Regions from separate parts of the Anser cygnoides genome. Here region 1 is linked to region 2. The links are chromatin contacts, called in public Hi-C maps. All regions are on one chromosome and are shown on one strand. Each heading gives the region's core, a stretch centred on a gene start, on an enhancer-like site or on the middle of the called end of the contact. The rest is flanking DNA. Distances are from core to core; before and after follow the strand shown.

The links. A called contact is a pair of places that touch in the nucleus more often than the background predicts.
Region 1: a contact with region 2 is called in a Hi-C map of liver, with 9 times the contacts expected there. The contact joins the promoter of HELZ2 here to the promoter of SDCBP2 in region 2. A contact is called at or near these places in 2 of 7 Hi-C or Micro-C datasets (both in liver).

What each region holds. Positions count from the first base shown.
Region 1 is chr16:1,521,213-1,527,131 of Taihu_goose_T2T_genome, forward strand. HELZ2 (helicase with zinc finger 2) reads right to left here and starts at 2,992. Exons shown (of 20, transcript XM_066978113.1): 1 at 2,139-2,992.
Region 2 is chr16:1,390,024-1,395,278 of Taihu_goose_T2T_genome, forward strand. SDCBP2 (syndecan binding protein 2) reads right to left here and starts at 3,070. Exons shown (of 9, transcript XM_048074703.2): 1 at 3,016-3,070; 2 at 2,267-2,341; 3 at 2,097-2,172; 4 at 1,691-1,794; 5 at 1,311-1,472; 6 at 753-928; 7 at 513-684; 8 at 84-175. The coding sequence starts at 2,320.

The sequences.
Region 1 (5,919 bases), core at 1,742-4,241, 130 kb after region 2:
GCGTGGCTGCAGCGGAGGAAGGCTCAGCGTACCCGCGGCGCTGGTCCTGCTCGCACCCGGAGCCCGCCGCGCTGCAGAGGAGCTTGGGGAGGAGGGCGGCTTTTTTGTCAGATCTCGCCTCAATTAATTATTGACAGGAAATTAGGCAACGCATCACACTGGCGTGAGCCAAGTGCCCCTCGGTCACAGCAAGCGCGGTGGGTCAGAGTGCCAGGACTGCCCCCTGCATCTTCCCACCGCCAGTGGCGTGCCCAGGGACGTGCGCGCCTCGGGGGACTCTGGTCCCGCACCCCGGTCATTCCGCCCCGGCCAAGCACCAGGTCTGGGCACCCCAGGACTTTGTCTTCTCACGGCTGCGGGTGCTCCGAGGAGCAGGGCGAGATTGGTGCAGCATCCCCGAGCACCCCACGAGTGGGTGGCACAGCCGGGCCGCCGGGAAGGGCTTGCACTGGTGCTGCCCCACGGGTGCTGCTCCGTGCCGCTCGCTCCCCCGCCGCCCCATCCACCTGCGGTTACCCTCGCAGCGACACCGGGGTGCCCCCGCCCCTGTATTTCCCTCCTGAGCAAAACCAACTTCTGTAGCTGCCAATCTCCTTTTCCCGGCCGCTTTCACCAAGCCAATTCTCTCCATATCCCAAAAAGCCGGCACGCTTCTCCCAGGCGTGCTGCTGCCAAGCGGCAGCGGGGAGCCCCCGGGGGTGTGCACAGCCCCCTCGCACGCCGGGACACGGCTGCACGGAGCCCGCGGGCACCTGCAGCCACAGCCACTGCGTTTGCCTTACCCAAACAGGAAAAAGTTCACCACGAGCCGCAGACCACATCCCCGGAGCTCAGAAGGGCCAGCGGAGAGGAGCCGGGGGCTGCTGCCGGGGGGGGTGGGGGGGGACGCAGCGCGCCCCTGGCAGCCCCGCTGCTCCCTGCCACCCGGCCAGGACTTTGCACCCCAAGAGCCGCACCTTGACCGCCAGCCCTTCCTCTCCCTCGGGGCTCCCGCACGGGCAGGGAGATGATGCTACGAGCTCGGGGAGCCGTCGGGGGGGGGGGGCGGGGGCTGCGCCCCCTGCATCGCCCCCCCCCGAGCACCCCCAGAGCACCCCAGGGCCCCCCCCGTGCCCGGCATCTCCCCAGCGCGCCCCCAGCCCCGCGCTGCGTGCCGGAGGGATCCCGCAGCACCCAGCGCACCCCGTGCCCCCCACTCCCCCCGGCACCCCCAGCACCCCGGGGCGCCCTCCAGCACCCCGGGGCGCCCCCCAGCACCCCGCAGCACCCCGGGGAGCCCCGCAGAGCCCCCGCTCCCCCCGGCCCAGCGTCGCTCTCACCGCTGCCGAGGCCGGGGAAGGTGGGGGGAGCCCGGGGCGGCCGCCCTGCGCTCGGGGCTCCCCGCCGCCGCCGGTGGTTTCGTTTCTGGGGCCTCCCCGCATTCAAAGAGGGGCCGGACTTCGCGGAAATTGCATCACGGCCGCCCCGCCCCGCCCCTCCCGCCGGCACCGGGGGGGAGCCGGCACCGGCACCGGCGCGGGGGGAGCCGGCGGCGCCCGGAGGCAGCGGGGCGCGGGGAACCGGCGGCACCGGGGGGGGGGATGCGCCGGCACCGGGGCTGGGCTGGGCTGGGTTGGGCTGGGCTGGGCTGCTGGCGTCGGCACCGGCACCGGGGGGGATGCACAAGCACCGGGGGGAGGATGCACAAGCACCGGGGGGGGATGCACCGGCACCGGGGGGGGATGCACAAGCACCGGGGGGGGATGCACAAGCACCGGGGGGGGATGCACAAGCACCGGGGGGGGATGCACCGGCACCGGGGGGGGATGCACAAGCACCGGGGGGGGGATGCACAAGCACCGGGGGGGGGATGCACCGGCACCGGGGGGGGGATGCACCGGCACCGGGGGGGTACCGCAAGGCGCTGCCCGCACGGGGCAGCGAACAGGAGGGGAGCGCCCGGCCCGGCCCCGCTCCCTCCGCACCCCCGGGAACCGGGCTGCTAGTGTGTCTGCGTGTCTGTCCGTCTGTGTGTCCCGGTCCCGGTCCCGGTCCCCGTCCCCCTGTCAAAGCCCCCGTCCCTCCTCCCGCACCCCGGGGGCTGCTCCCTGCCGCCAGCGCCCCCCCCCCCCCCCCCGGCTGCCCCGGCCGCTGCTCACCGGGGCCAGCAGCCGCTCCGCGCCCCGGCGGCTCCGGCAAACAGCGGGGGAAAGGCTGGGGTCGTGCAGGGGTGGCCCCGGTCCCCAGCCCGGCGAAGGCTGCCAGGAGGGAGCCCGACGGCCTCTGTTTTTAAAGGGCTTCCGGGAGGGGCAGGGCTCGCTCGTTTCCTTTCTGTTCATCATCAGGGCAGTTTCATTTTCCATTCCTTTCCCTGCCTGGAGAGGTGCAGCCAGCTACAGGAAGTTCAAACGCGAGCCAAAAAAGAAGCCACCCCCAGAAGCGAGCACGCTTGGAGCGCTCGGAGCTGAGCACGGGCGCGTTGGCTCCGTCTGATAACCCTGGGCAGCAAGAGCCCGTGCCGCTGCACAAGCACCATCACCTGGACCTCAGCACCCCTAGCGTGAGGGCTGCTCGGCCTCCCAGCCTTCCCCGTCCCAGCTTTGTCCCTTCCCAGCTCCCTCGCAGCTCGCCAAGCCGAGCCAAAGCAGTTCAGGACAGCCCCAACCCAGCTGGGGCAGCATCCTCCCGCTGCACCACTGGGTGCTGCCATCAGTCAACAGCAGCGTGCACGGGTAGCTGGCGAGCACAGCCTGCCCTGCTGGCCCTGCTGACACCCAAAAACCACCCAGACCCAATGGAAAGGCCAAGGAGGGTCCCCCAGGAGGCTGCCCCGGAGACAGGCAGCCCCCGGCCTCACCAGCCTGGACAAGAGGCTTCAGGGAGCACCGGCACGCGCAGCGGCTGTTGCACGCAGGACAACGTGGCCGAGCCCCAGCCTCGGCTTCCCCACCTAATAAAATGATCTCCATGCCACCATCCTGCAAGTTCTGGAAAGCAGCTGGGCAGAACTTGCATGCCCCGGATGCGAGGGGCTGCAAAAGATTGCAGGCACGGGAGGCCGAGGCTCGGTGGTGTTAACGCCGGCCGTCATGGGCTGTGCATCGTGCCTGGCGCCTGCACTGCAGCCGATGCCACGCAGGTGCCCAGATGCAAGCTCACGTGGCGAGGGGAAGAGAGGAGCATCCTCAGAACGAGCAGGAGCTGGAAATGCAAAGGAGCCCACAGCCAGCCCGCTGCACTTGCGGCAGAGCAGATGGAGAAGGAGGGGCAGAGGCTGTTTTCTAGAGTGTTTGTCAACACGGGAAGGAGGAGGAGGAGAAGGAGGAGCAGGAGGAGGAGGAATGGTGCTTTCTGCCTTCTGGCCTTGTGTGATCACACCCCGGGTGCCTTGGAGGGAGCCCCAGCCTGGCCAGGAGCCCCGACCCCACAGCACCCCGATCCTGGAGGGAAAGAGGCTCTCACACCGGGGAGGGGGCAACGGACAGATCCTGACCCAAGCAGCGGGTCCTGGGGTCAGCTGGCCACCCGCGGGCAGCGGAGCTGCCTCATCCGTGTGCCAAAACCCGGTCACCACCGGACCACGGCGCAATTGCTGCCGGCAGCGGGGCCACAGCTACGGGGCCAGGCTGCGGTTTGTGCATCCTGAGCAAAGAGCAGGGCTCAGGTGGCAGCGGCAGAGAGCCCTGGGAGCTGAGGACAGCATCGGTCCCCGTCCCAGGGGCGCTGCCTTGCTCGTGGGGCACGACTCCTGCTGCCTCCCCGCAGCTCTTGGCCGTCACTGCCCAGCCACGGCGAGCTCCGGGTGCTGCCCCAGGCGTTATCGCCAGCGAGGAAACACAACAAAACCCAAACAACTCCTCCCCTGCAAGATGCCGCGGCCAGGGCGGACGGTGGCAGGCTCACCCGGGCAGGGCTGGCTGCGCACTGAGGGCTCTTTCTGTTACAGGTGGGCTCTTCGGAGCTTTCGCTTGACCTTGTTTTACAGGTGAGATCCACAGAGCCGCAGCTCCGGGAGCCACGGCAAGGAGAAAGCAGCTTTCGCTGCCTCAGACAAAGCTTCTGGTCCTGCCTGGCGTGCATTAAGAGGTGCCAGAAAAGCAGCAGAGCCCCCAGACGAGCAGCCAGCGCCGGCTGTTACCTAACATCAGCCCGGCGGAGGGGAGGGAGCGCTGCCCGGCTCCGAGCAGGAGCGGGGAGGAGGCGAAGCTGCGTCATCGCATCAGCAGGGAGAGGGCGAGGGGAGAGCGAAACCAAGCGTTTGCTCATTTCAGACAAACAAACCCAGCCGTAAGATCCGAGTTTCGCTTCTCGTTCTGCCCACGAACCCAGCCGCAAGATCCAAGTTTCGCTTTCCGTTCTTCTCAGCAGCTCCGCAGCGCTTCCAGGGGAAGCTGCTGGGGGGGGGGGGAAGGGGCCCGTCCACAGCCCCCCTCGGCCGGGAGCCCCCTGCCCGCCCCGGGCTCGCTGCTTTTGTGCTCATCGTGGCTGCTGGGGGCCAAGCTCTGGCCCTGGGGGGGCTTCTGAGGGGCTGGAGCATCTCCTGCGCTGGCAGCGCCCGCAGGAGCACGGAGGTCCCCGGGGACTGCGGAGGGGCTCGCGGGTCCCTGCAGCAGCTGGGCAGGAGCGGGCTCAGCTCCGCACGCTCACATCCCTGCCAGGAGGAGAAAAAGAAACAGGGACCGTGCGTGGGTCACCCGCAGCCCTTGGGGAGGTCGGCCCTGGAGGCGAGTCCCGCGCTCCTGCAGCAGCGCAGCCCCCGGGCTGGCTCCCCCCGACCCACCCAGGCAGGGAAGGGGACGTGACCGAGCACCCACGCAGGGACGGGGAGCGCAGCACCGGCAGCATGGGGCTGGCAGAGCGGGTGGGCGGTCTGCCCCCCCGGCATTCACCCCCATGCTGTGCTTATGGGGCACAGGCCCCTGGAGCAGCCCCAGAGCCCCCCCAGCTGCACTTGGCTGTGACAAGGAGCCCAAAGGCGAGGGCAGGAGGCAGGGACTGCAGTGGAGGAGGCGACCTCGGTGGCACCCGCGGTGCAATGGCAGTAGCTTGCCCCCAAGACACGCTCCCACGGGCGACGGTTTGCTCCTGCTGCTGCAAACGGGGCTGAAGAACCAGGAGAGGAACAGACCCCCCCCGTGTTTTCCCCACTGCCAGGGTGCACTGCTCAAGTCCCAGTGGCTGCATCCTCGGTGCAGCCAGCCCAAGGCCAACGACCCGCACGCTGCAACGATTTCTATTTACGTGTTTACGTGCACTGCTACAGACGACGCACCCTTGCTTCTACTTCTCAAGTCCCAAACCCGGCCCTGTCGCAGCTCACCAGGGCCCTGCCCAGGCGGTGTTTCGAGCTTCAGCTGCACAAAGCTCCTGGATGCCTGCGGCCCCTCTCTTGGCAGGGAAGGGAGATGCCAAGGGGGGCTCCTGGCTGTGAGACCTCTCGGGGAAGGGGCTCTGCTGCTGGAGGACGGGCACACAGCTCGCTGAGGACAACAAGGACTTGGACTGCTCTCCTGCCCAGCTGCACAGCCCCCCCGGCAGCTGCCCGGCCACCCCAGGAGCTGCTGCAAAGGGACGGGGGATTGCAGCAGCCGAAATCTGCCTGCGGAGGTTTTATTGCTGGTAGAGCCGCTTACATCCCCGGGAAGCACAGCTTTGTGGTCAAAGCACCCGCCCCGGGAACGCTTTGCTGGTGCGGAGATCTGAGGCCTCCAGGGCAGGAGAAGGAGCCGCTGCCCCCAGCAGCTCCCCGGGGCCTGGGCTGCTCTCGCTGCAGGGGCTCAGCTGGGGGATGATGCCCAAGGCCCGCTGCCCCCTCAGGTGTCCCCTCTCTGACACCCCCAGCCGGCCCCTCCAAACCATGTCCCAAAACCCACGGGCTCGCACGAGGCAGCAGTGGCTGCGGGGCCCTCATCCCGGCCCCGTGCCGCAGGGGCAGGAGGA
Region 2 (5,255 bases), core at 1,820-4,319:
GTCCCCGCGGGGGTAACCCTGGGGCTGCGGCTGGGGACGGGGGACGGGGGACGGGGGGGGGCGCGGGCACCCCGCGGTCTCACCGTTTGACCATGTGCTCGTAGATCACGGCGGGGATGATGGTCAGCGTGACGACGTTCCCCGCGTCCGCCAGCACCTCCATGAGCTGCTTATCCTGGAGGCGAGAGGGCGGTGGGAGGCGAGCGGTGCCCCCCGTGGCGCAGCAGCTCGCCCGGCACCACGCAGCGCCTGCCCTGGCCAGATCCTTGGCACAGGGCGTCCCCAGGCGTGTTTCGCACACACAGTTGTGCAAAACCCACTCGTGACAGGGCTGAAATGCGGTGGTGTGACAACCCAGCCGCCCCAACCCGCACCTCCCCCAGGGTGGCAGCACCCTGATGGCTCTGAGTCTTCAAATCCTGCAGTTTGCACCCAAAAAGACCCTGCAAGAGGCCGCAGGGCAGCACCTCACAGCCGGCAGCCGCACTGTGGGGACAGGGCTGTGTCCCTACCTTCATGCCGATGACGTTCTGGCCGTTGACCTCGCAGATGTAGTGGTGGGTCAGGAGGCCGTTGCGGGCGGCAGAGCTGTCCTTGGCCAGCGACACGATCTTCCCCTTCTTGACCACGACGCCCACGTGGCCGGTGCTGTCCTTGTGCACGGTGACAGTGCGCTGGAACGGCCTGCGGGGACAGAGCGCTCAGCACCATCCCTGTGCGTGGCACCGTGCGCCCGGCCGCCCGCCGCTCACCTGTCCCGCACCACCATGACGATTTTCTCCGGGGACGCCTTCTTCAGCGCCCGGTGCGCCTTGTCGCTGCTCCAGCCCGTGCAGTTCTTGCCGTCGATCTGCAGGATCTGGTCGCCGAAGCGCAGCCCCACCAGCGAGGCCGGCGAGTTGGCCTTCACCAGCTGCACGAAGATGCCCTGGGGGCAAGGGTGGGAGCGATGGCACAGGGCTGGCACGGGGACCCGGGTGGCCGTGCCACGCTGTGATGTGCCAAGCTGTGCAGCGGTGCACTGTGCCACGTCATGCTGTGCCGTGCAATGGTGCACCCCACCATGCTTTCCAATGCCATGGAGCGCCATGCCGTGCCATACTATGCCGTGCCATGCCGTGGAGCACCACACCGTGCCGTGCTATGCCGTGGAGCACCGTGCCATGCCATGGAGCACCGTGCCGTGCCGTGCCATGCCGTACCATGCTGTGCCATGCCATGGAGCACCGTGCCATGCCACGGAGCACCGTGCCATGCCAAGGAGCACCGTGCCGTGCCCTGCCCAGCCCCATACCAGCCCAGCCCCTCACCTGGTCGATGTTTCTCAGCTGCAGCCCCGTCTTGCCCCGCTCGTCCTTGCAGAGGTGGATCTCCCGCACGCCCGGCTTGATCTCCGCCCGCCGCAGCCCCGCATTGTTCCCGCTCAGGGGGGCGACCAGCTGGCCTGGCAGGGGGCCGGCGGGGGTCAGCGCCTGCATTGGAGCCAGGTCTCAGCGGGGCCAGCGGGGGCACGGGGCCCTGCATTGCTCCCGGCCTCGCATCAGCCCTCGGGGGACGCCGTGCCCCTGCCCCGGGCAGGATGTGGCTGCGGGAGGGGACCCCCCCCAAGGAGGGGACCCCCCCAGCAGTGATGTTGTGGCCAGGGGGGTCCCGGCACAGGGCAGGTGGGAGCCCCAGCCCAGACACCTACGGTGCTGCTGTCCGGGAAGAGTTTTTTCTGGATCTCTTCGCTGGAGAGCGCGAGTCCCATGTAATCCTCCAGCTCCGCCAGGTTGGGGTACAGCATGGGCGGTGCTGTGGGGCACAGCGAGGGCGATCTCAGCGTGGGGTCCCCAGCTTACAGCCACCCCCCCCCACACACACACACACATATCTGGGAGCCCCCCCGGGACCAGGAGCCAGCAACCGGCACAAGGGACATGGAGAGAGCCCCCTCGGGATGAGCCGGGGGGGGGGGGAGAAACCCCCAAGCCCCATCCCCTACCCATGTGCCAAGCTGTGTGGGGCGGTCTCAGCCGAGCCTCCCCCCGTGGTGGGTGACCCCCCCCAACCCAGAGAGCCCCTCGACACCGAGGGCTGATCGCAGCCCACGTTACCGGTGCCGGAGGTGAGCGTCGGCTTCTCGGTGAGCACCGTCGTGGCGGGGGTGCCGACACCGGCGGCTGCCTGCGCCTGGCGAGAGATGGGGTTTGCTCGAGGTGAGCCCCACGGGCACCCTCGGGGTCGGTCCCTCCCCACCCCATAGGGACGCTGAGCTGACACTGACCTGCAAGACCTGGTGGCCTTTCATGTCCTCCAGCGAGGGGTAGAGCGTTGCCATCGCTGCTGCTGCGCCCGTGTCCTGGGACAGGAATGGGGACGGGGTTGGGGCAGTTTGGGGACGGGGCGCCTCTCCCCGAGCATCCCTCGCGGCCCCATGGGGCTGGCACCAGGGCAGGAGCCGGTCCCAGCCCCAGCTGCCGCCCCCACAAAGCTGGGGCTCGCCCCGCTCCCGGCGTGCCTGGCTCCATGCCTGGCTGTCACCCACGGCCTCTGGCGTGACTCAGGGCTGTGTCACCACAGCCACTGCCTCCGTCACCTCCCGGCAGCCGGGACACGGCCGGCTGCGTGCCGGGCACGAGCACGGGCGCGAGCGTCCCGGCGGCTGCTGCTCCGTGGGGAACAGGTCCCGCTGTCCCCAGGCACCCATCGGGGCTGTTCCAACATCCCCAGACGTGGCAGGGAGACGTCTCCACGGACGGTGTCCCCATGGGCAAAGCCCTCCCGTCGCTGCTTCTCGCTGCCCTTACCCCCCCCAGTCCCCTCCACCCCAATGTCCCCGCAGCGATGCCCCCAAAACCATCACCCAAACCTCGGTGCGTGGGGGCCAAACCCAGCCCCAGCTCCGACCCCACGGCACCTTGAGCCCCGTGGGAGCCGGGCAGGATCCTGCCCAGCGGTGGCATCCCCAGGGTGAGGCCAACCCCCCCCCGGACCCAACCCAGCTCCCCCCAGCCCAGATCACCCCGGCCTCACCTGCGATCAGCTCCGGCTCCTGCGCACTGCCCCGTGCCTGGCCCCGGGGCTTTATAGCAGTGCCTGGCCCGGGGAGGGGCCTGGTGGCCTCAGCTGACTGCCACCACCCCCAGGTGGGGCACAGGTGAGGAGGAGGAACAGGAAGGTGAAGGCAACGCAGCTCAGAGAACCAATGCTATGGGGGATTGGGGGTTGCTGAGCCCCAGCCAGAAGCACACGGGAACAGGGTCGGAGACGGGGATGGGGACAGGGATGGGGGCAGCTTTCCGTGGGTCTGTCCATGCTGCGTGCTGCAGATTTGGGGCTGTGCACCCTTGCACCCACCACGGAGGCCCCCACCCCTCCCGGCATCACCATCCCCAAGTGCCACCAGCACCCGGCTCGGTGCCACCACGGTCCTCGTGCCCAGCCTGGGGCCACCGCGGCTCCGCGCCCCCGGCGTGCGGGGTGGGCGCAGGGGGTGCCCGTGCCAGCAGCCCCGCAGGGGTGGCCGCCTCCCGTGACCCCTGTTTGGGGCGCGTGGGGCTGACGTGCCCCATCCCGCACCCTTGCAGCCACCAGGCCAGGCGTGACGGCCCCGTGGGCCCGTGCCACAGCTGGGAAAACTGAGGCAGCGCCGCGCTCGGTGAGTCAGGGCGCGGGCGGAGGGTGTCCCGCTGCCGTGGGACGTCGCTGCGTCACCCCGGCCCCCAATCCATGTGGCCGCCGACCCGCTCGATGCCACCGTGTCCCCAGGTCCTCGGGGAGCAGGAGCGGGGTCCCGCAGGTGCCCAGCGCTGGTGGCACCAGCCCGGGAACGGGGCCAGCAGGAGCCGGGCACGTCCCAGCCCTGCCCGCCGGGCCAGGAGGAAGCGATTTATTTACTGGCGGTATTTTTTTTATTTATTTACTGGAGGTATTTTTAGCCCGGCCGTGCCCAGGACGGGAGCGGCCCCACAGCTGAGAAACGGGGCCAGGAGCAAGCAGCAGGGGAGGGAGGCTGCCAGCACCACCGGGAAACCTGGAAGGACGGCTCCGCAGGCAGGACGGCCGCGCCTGCCCCGGACACCGCACGGAGACGGGGCTGGAAGGGTCCTGGTGCAGGCTGCAACTGCAGGGGGCACAGGGAGAGCCCAGGGACACGCTGCTGGTGGCACACACACGTTGCACACACACTCACACACGCACTCACTCACTCTCCATGCCCCCGGTGCCATCTGCAGCAGGCAGCATCCCAGGACAGTGCCACCCCTCCTTGGAAGCCACCAGCCCTGGCCACGCAGCCCCCTGGACAAACGGCCGGCAGCAGCAAGGACAGGAGGACAGGGACAGCCCCAAGCAGCTCCTGGCCCCCCCAGCCCCTTTCCTCCTCCCAGCCCCGCCATGGGCGCTGCCTTATCTCTGGCCTCAGCGCCTCGGCACAGCCTGGCACCGGTTAATAATTAAGGCAAAAGGCTGCAGGAAGAGAAACCCAAGCTCGCCCGGAGTTTCCACCCAGGTGCAGTCCCAGCAGAGGGAGGGCGGCCCCCACGCTTCACCCCCCCACCCCGTGCTGGCGAGCTGGGGCTGGGGGTCCTGGAGCAATGCCATAGCCCAGGGACCACCTCCCACCTTTCGAGCTCCCGAGCCCAGGCAGCAGCACCCTGGGGTGGGCAGAGCTCACGCCGACGAGCAGCAGCTAAGGGTAGTGCTTGTGTTCGCACGGGGTGGCCCCAATCCTGTGCCCTCGCGTGTGCCCCGCACACCAGGACACCCGGCAGCATCCCTCCCGAGGCACCCAGGCAAAACCGTTCCCAAACTGGGTGCCGCGAGCGCCGGGAGCCCAGAGGGTGGCAGCCCAGCCTGCAGACGCCGCGTCTTCTCCAAAGGCACCAGCTCCCTCCAGCGCCTTTTCCAGCCCCCCCCCCGCATCCCCCTTGAAACGCAAACGTGGCTCCCACCGGCCCCGCTCCAGCTCGGGGACTCGCCACGGCCGCGTTATCGATCGCGGCAAACGGAGCAAAGGCCGTCTGCGGGGGAGCTGGGTGCTGGCACGAGGCAGCAGGGAGCTGAGCACCGGCCTTGGGGACCTTGAGCCCTTAACAGCCCGTGTGCTGCGGGCAGGACCCGCACCAGGCTCCCCGGCCCCGACACAGGCAGCGAGAGCAGCAGTGCCCGAGCGGCGCCCGCGCCCCAAGCCCCAAGATGTTCCCCCGGCACCGAGCGTGCAAGCTTCTGCAGAGAAGACCGAAAGCGACGGGCTGCGAGCCCCGTCCTGCAGC